Regions from separate parts of the Sus scrofa genome. Here region 1 is linked to region 2. Evidence: chromatin contacts called from public HiChIP or PLAC-seq data. All regions are on one chromosome and are shown on one strand. The core of a region is the stretch at or near the end of the contact, and the rest is flanking DNA. Distances in the headings are between cores, read along the strand shown.

Region 1 (5,428 bases), core at 579-3,078, 380 kb after region 2:
TATTACTCAACATATATAGAGAGGAGTTTGGAGGCAATGATAGGTGATAATTTTCTTTGTGAAAATTAAAAAGAAAGATGGGAGTTCCCTGGTGGCCTCGCAGGTTAAGGACTTGGCGTTGTCACTGCTGTGGCTCTGGTCATTGCTGTCGCATGGGTTTGATCCCTGGTCTGGGAACTTCTGCATGCTGCAGATGCAGCCAAAACAAAACAAAACGAAACAATGCAAAAAAAGAAAAAAGAAAGAAAGTTGACTCAAAGGGAACTCTTATTGACTTTCAGGGTAGAAAGCATACTATGGCTCCGAGAAGGTGATGATGTCTATCTATACCTTGGGAGCACAAACTCCATATTTTTCTCAGCAAGTGCAGCCTCATTTGTCCAGAAGGCAACAATCAGGCATTGAACATCTTCTGTGGTTCTGATTCTGTGATGGGCATGAGAAGGTGGTGCTGCATAAGACAGAAATGTCCTTTATGTGAGTGTTCAGTTTTGTGGGCAGTCCTGACCCAGAGGAAATGAATACTTGTTGACTTACTACCCAATGGCTTTTCATTCAGGTGGCAAGGTACAGACAGGCCTGGCAGTCAGGGTGGGGTCCCAGCAGCCAAGTTTGTGCTAGATGACCTGCCCTCTCTACTTGGCTGTGGCCAATTAGATCCGAGGTGACTCAGACCAAACCAATTATGTTTTCCCTCTCTGGGCAACATAGACGTGAGATTCAGAGGTAGCCAGTTGCTGTGGGCTGAAGTGTGTGTGTGTGTGTGTGTGTGTGTGTGTGTGTGTGTGTGTGTGTGTGTGTGTGTGTGTCCCGGGGTCATATGTTGAAGCCCTCTCCCCTAATGTGAAGGTGTGTGGATGGGAGGCCTTTGGGGGGTAATTAGGTTTAGGTGAGGTCTTGAGGGTGGCACCTTCATCCTGGGATTAGTGCCTGTGTAAGAAGAGACTCCAGAGAGTTCTCTGTCTGTCTCTGCCATGTAAGGACACAGAGAGGAAGTTGGTCATCTGTTAAGTCCTCACCAGCCATACCAGTATCCCGATCTTAGACTGCCAGCCTCCAGAAGTATGGGAGAATAGATCTGAGGTTTAAGCCACTCAGTCTGTAGGATTTTGTTATGGTAGCCTGAGCGAAGACATTAGTTATTCAAGAAGCAGGAGTTGTAATGTGTTAGGAGACGAGGTTGCAGCCTGTGTTCTGCCAGCAGAGCATGTTGAAGGTGGGCCAGCAGAGAAGGAAGAATGTCCAAGATGTTCAGAGAACACAGAGGTGCCAGAAATGCTGTGTGGTTTTCCAGGACCCTTCAGTCCCTGGTTCTGGACACTTACAAAGCCCATCTGCCCTGAGGTTCTTGCTCCACCCCAGCATCCTCCCCATTAACTCTCTGTGTTGCTTACACCGGCTTTGTCAATTTCTGTTACTTTGCAACCAAAAGAATCTCTACCAAGGAATTCCTGTCATGGCGCAGTGATTAACGAATCTGACTAGGAACCATGAGGTTTCGGGTTCAATCTCTGGCATCGCTCGGTGGGTTAAGGATCTGGCGTTGCCATGAGCTTTAGTGTAGGTCGCAGACGCAGCTCAGAACCTGAGTTGCTGTGGTTCTGGCGTAGGCCAGCAGCTACAGCTCCGATTCGGCCCCTAGCCTGGGAACCTCCATATGCCCCGGGAGCGGCCCTAGAAAAGGCAAAAAGACAAAAAAAAAGACAAAAAAAAAAAAAAAGAATCTCTACCAAGACCCTCCCATTTGGCAGATAAGGAACACAGGAGCCAAGAGGCTGACTAATCCGGGCTCCGTTAGCGAGTGACAGAATTCAGGCTGCAGTTCAGGTCCTCAGACCAGCTGTCTGCTCTCCTGCCCTTCCAGGCTAGCAGGACGAATTTGTTAAACTCAGGAGGTTCTGGAAACCACAAGGAGAAATGCCGTTATTCCTCTCCCGCCACCCGTTTCAACCCAATGTGTGTCCTGTCATACTTGAAAGTGTCTTTCCAACATCACGTGTTTCCCCCTTTTTTTCTGTAATCCTGTCAAATGGAGTAAGCAGGGCTGTCACCACGTGCATTTTTTTTGCCTCTGAATCTTGCATCTAAGATTCTTAGCAGCGTGCCCTGGTTAACAACAAAGTAATGGCCAGTCCTTCCTGCCTTCACTGCATTTGTCTGCCTTTTGTTCTTGTAATCGGATACAGGTTTCTGTCAAGAACAGGTGATTTCCTTCGAGCTATATGATAGGGAACACCTGACACCCGTGCCTGTTTGGTTTCTATATTTAAGATATATTTTTAAAATGAGGTCATCATTAATTGGAACCTATATAAAAATAGAAAGGAAAAGTTGTTCCTGTTTCCACCGTCCCACCCCAACGGCCGATAACTCTGTAGAGAATCTTTCTAATGGTTTTCTACTTATGCATTGGGTTTGTAAAAATACATAGACTTGTAGTTATGCATGTTAACAGTTTCCTAGTCTACCTTTGCCTTAAACATGGTGCTGAAAGAGTTTGGTGCTGTTTCAGACTTTTTATAAATATTCTTAACAGCTGTGTCCATTCAGGTAAATTGAGCCCAATTAGCTTAAGTGCAGAATAATTCCTTTGGGGCATGAATGGCAAGAAATATATGAAATGTGAGAGCCGTGCCTCCCTTTGTTAGACCTTTCATTTGTTTGCGATTGTGTGTGTGTGTGTATGTGTGTGTGACTGTAGGTTATGGTACAGTTCTTCGTTGCTTTTCAGATAATTTCCTTATGCTGGATTCCATGAAGTGGAATTGTGGATAAACAGGTGTGACGCTTGGAGAGGCTTTTGTACCTGTCATAGAATCCCTTTCACACAGGAAGTGCCGATTCCCCCTGCTAAGCAGCAGTGTGAGAGGCCCTATCAGAGATTCACTGCACTGTTCTCCACCCTTGGCTCTGAATAAGTAATACCAATACGAACAAATAGCTGCTTCTATTAGTGCTCTTTGAGGTCTGTTAGGAGAATTCCCAGCCACCAGTTTGTAGATCACATGACCCTTAGCAAGAGGGAGGGTCATGCATTTTGTCCTTTCATTTGATAAAGTTACAGTAACTGTTTGTCTCACTGGAAAGATGTTGCCATTGTGATATTGTAGATAGTTTTACATAAAAATCCTTCAGCCTTTTTTTTTTTTTGGTGGATGGATAAAGACTAGGTAACAATTTAAGCCAACTGGGAATATTTTATTATGATCATATTTATTCAAGCAAAGGTGGGAAAATGAGGGACTAGATTTTCTTTTTTTTTTAAATTAAAGTATAGTTGATTTACAAAAAAAATTTTTATTATAGTTGATTTCTTTTTCTTTTTTTTATATTTTCTTTACTCAACTGTTTTTGTATACTCTGTCTTGGGAAGAGAGGCCTTTGTGTTTTTTTAGATGAGGGTGGGTGGGAAACGTCTCACAGAAGAGGTAGGTCTTGATTTAGAGGGAACAGGAACGTGGTGAGGACTGTGTTAGAACTCATGTGGTGTGTTGGGTTTGGCTGGATCAGCAGGCAGGGCCTGAATGCAGGATCCTGGAAAGCCAAGCTCAGGATTTTGGAAACTGATTACTACTCATTATGGAGCCGTAGAGAGGTTATGAGTGGGGAGGGAATGCAAAATGGTACAGCCACTTTATTTTTTTAATTTTTAATTTTTTTTTTTTTTTTTTTTTTTTTTTTTTTTTTTTGCTTTTTAGGGCCACATTTGCAGGCTCCCAGGCTAGGGGTCTAACTGGAGCTACAGCTGCTGGCCTACACCACAGCCACAGCAACGCAGGATCTGAGCCATGTCTGTGACCTAAACCACAGCTCATAGCAACACCAGATCCTTAACCCACTGAGTGAGACCAAGGATCGAATGCACAACCTCATGGCTCCTAGTCGGATTCGTTTCCGCTGCACCACAACAGGAACTCCAGTACAGTCACTTTAGAAAGGAGTTTGGCAGTTTCTTATTAAGTTAAACATATATTTATCATCTGTCACAGCAATTCCACTCCCAAGTATTTACCCTAGAGATATGAAAACATATATCCACCAAAGACTTGACTCAAATGTTCATAGCAACTTTATTCCTGAAAACCAGAGGTTATGGGCAGGAGAGTGGCCTGAGAATGAATCTGGCCGTGAGGTGTAAGACGGACTACTTTTGGTCAGAGTGATGGGAAAGGGAACTAGTCAGGAGGTACTCACAGTCCTCCAGGCGTGACATGAGAAGGGCTGATGTTGTGAGGTGACTAAAAAGGGCTGAGTACAAGAGGCACTGCAGAGAAAAAGTCCAAAGCTTGGAGCCTGAGATGCAGGTTCTGAGGGAGAGAAGGAGGTTATCTGAACGAGGGCAGTTAGTACTGAGGATGGAAGTAGGGCAGTGGTTTTAAAGTGTGCTTCTGGGGCCAGCAGCAGCAGCAACACCTGGGAACTTGCTAGAAAGACAGAGACTCTGGGCTCTACCCTTGACATTCTGGGTGCGGCCCAGCAATCTATGCTTTCCACAGGGGGATTCCAATGCAGCCTCATGTTTAAGAGTCACTGGGAGTTCCCGTTGTGGCTCAGCAATAACGAACCCAACTAGTATCCATGAGGACCTGGGTTCAGTGCCTGACCTCAATCAGTGGGTTAAGGATCCAGTGTTGCCATGAGCTGTGTGGTAGGTGGTAGATGTTGTTCAGATCCTGTATGGCTGTGGCTGTGGCAGAGGCTGGCAGCTGTAGCTCAGATTCAACTCCTAGCCTGGGAACTTCCATGTGCTGTGGGTGTGGCAAACACACACACAAAAGAACCGAAAAGAAAAAAGAAAAAAAAAAGAGTCACAGACATAGGAAAATCAAGTAGGATATATGACGCAGGAGGAAATACCAACAGGCTGTTGGAGGTTGGGGGAGAGGGAGGATTGGGGAGGGAGCCGAGGGGCTGATATGGCCACTGGGTGCATGATCTGTGCACGCAGGAGCCCAGGAGTGTGAAGAGGGCACGGGCGGGAGGAAGGGGGCCAGGGCCAGGCAGTCTTGGGGGCGTCTCATTGCGACTCTTTGCTTGCAAGTAAAGCGAAATGTACCTCAGATCCGCTTTAGCAAGAGAGGACTTTTATGGAAAGGACGCTGGGGCAGCTCCTGGAATGTGAGAGGAGAGAGTTCACCTAGACACAGGAAGAACCGAAGCCAGGAACCGAGCATGGGGAGAACTCGGGGTAGCTCCTCTCGCTGCCCCTCTCTCTCCCTTAATTCATGAAACCAGCATCCATCCAACTCCCAACCACGTGCCTGTTTTAGGTAACAACAATGAGCTAAAAAAAAAATACATGAGGAGTTCCCATCATGGCTTATCAGTAATGAATCTGACTAGTATCCTTGACGTGAGTTCAATCCCTGGCCTTGGCTCAGTGTGTTAGGGAGTTGTCATGAGCTGTGGTGCAGGCCAGCAGCTACAG
Region 2 (5,853 bases), core at 1,900-4,399:
TTATAGAGCCCAATTCAGACTTCAAGCTCTGCCCTTCAGGTTCACTGCCTAGCCATTTCAGGATTTACGTCCATTAGTTTTACAAAAACAGTAAATTAGAAAAATGTTTGTTTGCACAGCTTCCTGTACTTCTCTATCAGGGTTTCACACTGCATTGTAAATATCTATCACCCCCACGAAATTACTTGAACATAGAAAATGATTGTTTAATCTCCTGCGTTTAGCATCACAACCAGCACATATCAGGCATTCAGTAATTATTTACCAAATGAATAGAAAAATAATAGGTCATGTATTACAGTCTCAATTTTAAGCCCAGCACTGGAGACTCTGGCACCACTTCACTGTAAACCAGTGCCCTTTCGCTGCCACCACTTCACACTCAGCCACTCCTGGGTACTCTGTTCTTCCCCAGGTTGCTTAAGGTGTACTACGCAATAGCATCACACCCTAAATTTCCCAAACACCAAATAAATACATCAGTCAATACACACACACCAATTTTCAAAAAAAACAAATTCACAAAATAGTCCCTGCCCCAGTTATAAGTTCCTTCTCTTTTTCAAGTAACACCCACCCCACCCCCCCTGCAAAACACAAAACAAAACAAAACAAAAAAACCCTTAAACATGTAGGTGAAGATCTGGAATAAGAACTCAAAGGCTTGTGTTTTGAGCCAGTCTCCCAAAGCTTGTCAAAGAAGTGAAATACATCTTAACTTTGGTACATAATGTATTCCTATTACAGTGTACCCCAAGTCAGTATGAAGAAAAGTAGAACAAATTACACATTAAAAAGGTTATCTGGGGACTTTCATTGTGGCACAGTGAATTAAGGATATGGCGTTGTCACTGCAGCAACTGAGGTGGCTGCTGTGACACGCGTTCAACCCTGGCCCAGGAACCTCCACCTGCAAGGGCACAGCCCCCCAAATTAAAATGAATAAATAAAACTAAAAGAGTGTCTAGCTCCCTCGAAGCAAAAAAATTACAAAATTCTCAATTCACCTAGGTTTTACAAATAACTTTCAACACAGTTCTATCATTTTATTCATATATTTGTTCCATTATTTTCCTTCATCACTAATCACATGGCTTAAGGCAACCAAGTGTCTCCTTATAAGACTTACTCATCATTTTGGGCCACTTAATACAAGCAGGACAAAGATATTTTTAACATGGAAAACTAAGTTTTCATCGCTACTCAGTGTTTACATTTTCAATTTTATTTGCCACTTCTCTTTTTGGAACCCTGGGGGGAAAAAAAAAATCTCAAAAAATTGTACCCACACTGCTAAGGAAAGAAAAGTTTAGTGTTGCTAAAACTAAACAGCTGACTGGTAGGAAGCACTACAATGCTGCTGCTTGATACGTCTGCTCCTTGGCAGATAAAGTTTTAATTTAGTCTATAAAAGGCCCTTTGGAAGGGTCAATGACACCACAAAGTACCTGCCACCTAAGAGTCAAACATGGGAGAGATGAGACTCCTGATAACTGACAGCACCCTATAAAAATCGGCAAGGCACGACACAGGAAGGTATTGCTCTGATGGTGATTATTCACATTTCCCAAAAGGTGAGCACCTTACCACCTAGAAGTAGAACATTTTGGTAAAAATAAATAGTACTCACCTGAAATCACTTGGAGGAAATAAACAGGCCTCACCAGAAATCACTAAGATTTGACTTAACATGTTTATGAGTATCATGGAGGCTAGAAAAATTTCAGATATCCAAGTTTATAAATGTTATATATACTGCATTTGAGCTCTTGAGTTATTAAAAATAACCCCAGGGAGTTCTCCTGTGGTGCAGCGACTTAAGGATCTGGCGTTGTCACTGCAGCAGCTTGGGTCATGCTGTTGGCTCAGGTTCCATCCCTGGCCCGAATTTCTGCATGCCATAAACACAACAACAAAAAGTTAACTACAGTTTCATGAAATGGACAGTTATCTTAAATTTGGAATTAAGTGGAAAGCAACATGTCACATGAGTTTTGCTATACAGAGAAAGAAGTCCACTGCGTAAACATAATCCTAACTGTACCTAAATGAAAACTCAGACCTCACAAAGCTATACTCCAGAATTCATTCTAGATTAGTTCCTCTAAAAAAGTAACTGAAATAGAAAAAGTCAAAAGGAGACTACTGGAAGAAAAAAAAAAATCTACATTATCCCACTCTTATTTAAAAAAAAAGAAACTTGGAGTTCCTGTTGTGGCTTAGTGGTATCAAAACCGACTAGTAACCACGAGGATGTGGGTTCTATCCCCGGCCTCTCTCTTCAGTGAGTTAAGGATCCAGCATTGCTGTGAGCTGTGGTGTAGGTCACAGACATGGCTCAGATCCTGCATTGCTGTGGCTGTGGTGCAGGCTGGCAGCTGCAGGTCCGATTCAACCCCTAGCCTGGGAACTTCCATATGACACAAGAGTAGCCCTAAAAAGCAAAAGCAAAACAAAACAAAAAACCCTAACTGCCTTAAAATAAGCACAATGAAACCAAAGACAAAACAGGAGGGGGAAAAAAAAAACTAACATCAAAAAGGGAGGAAGAAATTATGACATTCAGATCCAACTAACATTTTTGGAGCTCTGAGTGGCCTGCGTCAGCAGAGTTTTGTGTACGGATTAAGCGTCCTACACAGATTAAGAAATTCGGGATGCAAATAAAAGGAGATGAAGGCTAAGAGCCCAATATTGATTCAAAAGTGGTTGACAAGATGAACATGGATGTACTTGCAAGATACTAAAACAGAAAAGCCTGGAACTTGAAATGTTTAGGTTGGTATTCAATACAGTAACAAAAGGACTAGTTCATTCTGTGAGTAGCAAACTAGACTGTGGCCTATTGAAGTTTTCAGCTTCTTATGAGCTACCTCAGCCTAGGATATAGCAGTTGCTCAACAGAGAGTTACTCAGAGAAAGAAGAAAAAGGCACAAATAGAAAACACTCATTTTTTTCTAGAGTCAGACACACTGAAAACAAAACAAACTTTGTGGTATATTAGTAGCTGGCAAAGGTACAAAGAATAGTATTTGCTGGTCAAGCCCTGACCTTTCTGAATAGATTTATAGATTCACGGAGAGGTGTTCTGACCCACTGCACCAAATCACAGCCCAGCGTACTGCAAAACCAAGCACAAGAAGAAACAAAAACACAGATCAGCTTTAAGAGCTAAGTGACAGGGCCAGGTGCTCCTGGAGCAGAGAGCTAGACCTAGTGATGGCAGAGGGGAAAGAGGCAAAAGCAGGATGTGAAGTGAGAACCGGCCAGCGAAGGGGAGGACAACGCAGGCACAAAGTTTTACATGTCTGCTAGAAGAGTCCCACTTTAGAATTGGTTTACTCCCAATTCGAAATACAGAGAACTAATCTCTAGACATCCAGGTATCTCTGAAGTGAATGGCTGAACTAAATAAGTTTTCTTTCAGCATTTAAATGTGGGCTTCGTATTTAAAAATCAAACGCTAATTTCTACCTTCCTCTCTCCTAACCTTCCAATTTTCTGCCTGGTTCTATAATTATCTCCTGTCACTCAAGCTCAAAACCTGGGATTAACCTTTGATTTTTCCAACCCTTCTCTCCCACTGTGCACCAAGTCCTGGTAATCTCTTCCCTCAGGAGATCCCATGCAGGGGTCTCTTTACAACTCTACCACCTCTAACCCCAAACAGGTCCCTAATTTCATCGCTCAAAGTTAAAAGGGACTTTTAACCTTAACTTGTCTTGTCTCTAACCAAACCTCAATCCCAACTCCAATCAACCTAAATGCTAATTGGTCTCAGATCATGACCCTGCCCCTTCCCTGTTCAAAATCCACCTGCTTCTGTCATTCAGTATCTTGCCAGTCTACCACTTTCTCTGATATCCATGACTCTTTAAAACCTGATTGCAATTTAATTTTCATGTTTTTATCCCATTTCTCCCCGCTGTGGTCCTTCCCTGCTCCCAGGTTAGAAAAGTCTAACCTGGTCTCAAATCCTACCCTATCATCAGTACCATTCAATCAGCGTTTGGCCAACCCTATACATATGGCCATGAACTGTAAAAACACATCGGGCTCATCTCCCTAATGAGACAGAAAGTTCTCCGTGCATAAGGACCATCACTTGTCCCCTGTAACTCCCACAAAATTTAGTCTAGTTCCACATGTAATTGACCATTAATAACTAGTGACTGAGTGCTCTACAGTTCCACTCAAACAGCTGGCCTTCAAGCAGTTCTAAGGGCTCCTTCTCCCATTTCTCTGAATTGCTAGTATTTATACCAATCAGAAGCACTGCTACATATTTTTTAATTGTGTATTGTGCCCTGGCCATGGTTTTTTCCCTTCTCAAATGTAAAAGTCTGGCCTCATTATCCAAATAAACTTCCTTGAAGACTCTGTCTCTTATACCTTTTGAATATTCCTTACTGTGTTAAGCAGACCATTGGGCAGTTAACATACACCAGTAATAAAAATATCTAAAGAGTAAAGGTGTCTCAAAATTACAAGACTGCTTAATACTGCTTAAAGGTACAGACCTTAAAAATAACAAGTAAGCCCTGTCTTACTGATTTCAAAGCCAGTTCATATTATCTATTTAACTCCTGTAACTCTGTAAGTTACTGGTTTACTGAAGAGGAAGAGAGGCAAGCAAGACTATATAACCAATGAAGTGGCAGAACAAGGACTCAATCCAGATCTGAGCTCAAGGACAATATTCTGTGCTCTTCTCCACAAGGGCAGACTCATCATCTTATCTCTTCAACTAGCCTCTGAGTTCCCAAGCATTGGGGCCATGTATACAATGTTTCTTTCTAAAGAAGCATCTCCTTATCTCCTCCCAAATGTCTTCATATACAAAGACTAAGATATTAAATCTGTATGGATTCCACAGATACAGCAAACTCATCAAAGATAACACACTGTGTCCCAGGCCTCCAAGTGGAGAAAGACCTGGCCTCATGGAGACCTCAAACCATGTTCCCTAAAAACCACTCTGAGCTTAGCATACAACCACTACACCCAAATAGGGTGAAAGCCTCAAGTTCTGCTAGAGATTCTAGTCTCTGATCTTGGAGGCTTTAGACCAGCACATAATCTAAGACAAAGGCCAGAAGTTTCTGCCGCTTTTTTACAAACTGTTAGAGCTTTCAAAGAAATGCCCAGTTAAGAGCATCACCTCCTGGTATGCATCAATGTCTGGGAGTTACATGGAGTACCACCAGGGCTTCCAGGACACAGCTCAAAGCCAAGGCCCCCCCTCACCATTCTCCCCTCAACTGCACTTCGGGGTCATTTTCAAAGATTTTACAGATGAGGAAGCAGGGCCCCAAACAAAAACAAGTCACTTTTAATATCCCAAGTGAGTAGTAGTTTGCTTAAAGCACCACTTTCACAATCCTAACTACTAAGAGACTAAGACATGAAAACAAAAATTTCTCTATTAATTCTAGTACTATAGTATCACAAGTGTTGTTGGCAAGTTTCTCCCTTACTAATGTTCTAATCCAGAGTTAGAAACTACGTAAGAGATAAAATAACCTTAGGAAAATGATTTTACTATATCAAGCATTACAGCAATTTCATATAGGTTCCCAAAGGTAAAATGAATCAAGCTGCAGTCTCTATAGATTAAATCATACCAACAACTCAGTATTTGAATTATATGAACATTACAGCTAGGAGCTAAGGCAAAAGCTGAGAAATGAAGGCTGGGCTTGTCAAGAACACTGTTATTGATGTAACCTGCAGCTGCTCAACTACAACAGACATCTATCACGTCTTTCTGGGTACAAGTCGTCTTTTCTAGAACTCTCTCTCTGAGCAACAGTGGATCACATGGCCATACATCTGACTTTCAGTAGCCCAGC

What was found. HiChIP or PLAC-seq counts read pairs in DNA pulled down with a chosen protein or histone mark.
Region 1: a contact with region 2 is called in an H3K27ac HiChIP or PLAC-seq map of skeletal muscle, with 2.9 times the contacts expected there. The contact joins two enhancer-like sites. A contact is called at or near these places in 1 of 5 promoter capture datasets (fetal liver) and 1 of 2 datasets of contacts at active chromatin or transcription factors (skeletal muscle).

Annotation. Positions count from the first base shown.
Region 1 is chr3:58,463,898-58,469,325 of Sscrofa11.1, forward strand. The region is part of intron 1 of REEP1 (receptor expression-enhancing protein 1); the gene reads left to right. Among named protein-coding and RNA genes, the nearest start is that of REEP1, 30 kb to the left of the region's middle. Within about 2 kb of position 1,829, at least 4 of the 83 cell types and tissues checked have an H3K27ac peak or open chromatin away from gene starts, as enhancers often do. A contact at or near this core is called in skeletal muscle, where this site is marked.
Region 2 is chr3:58,084,507-58,090,359 of Sscrofa11.1, forward strand. The region is part of intron 1 of RMND5A (protein RMD5 homolog A); the gene reads right to left. Among named protein-coding and RNA genes, the nearest start is that of RMND5A, 9.4 kb to the right of the region's middle. Within about 2 kb of position 3,150, at least 5 of the 83 cell types and tissues checked have an H3K27ac peak or open chromatin away from gene starts, as enhancers often do. A contact at or near this core is called in skeletal muscle, where this site is marked.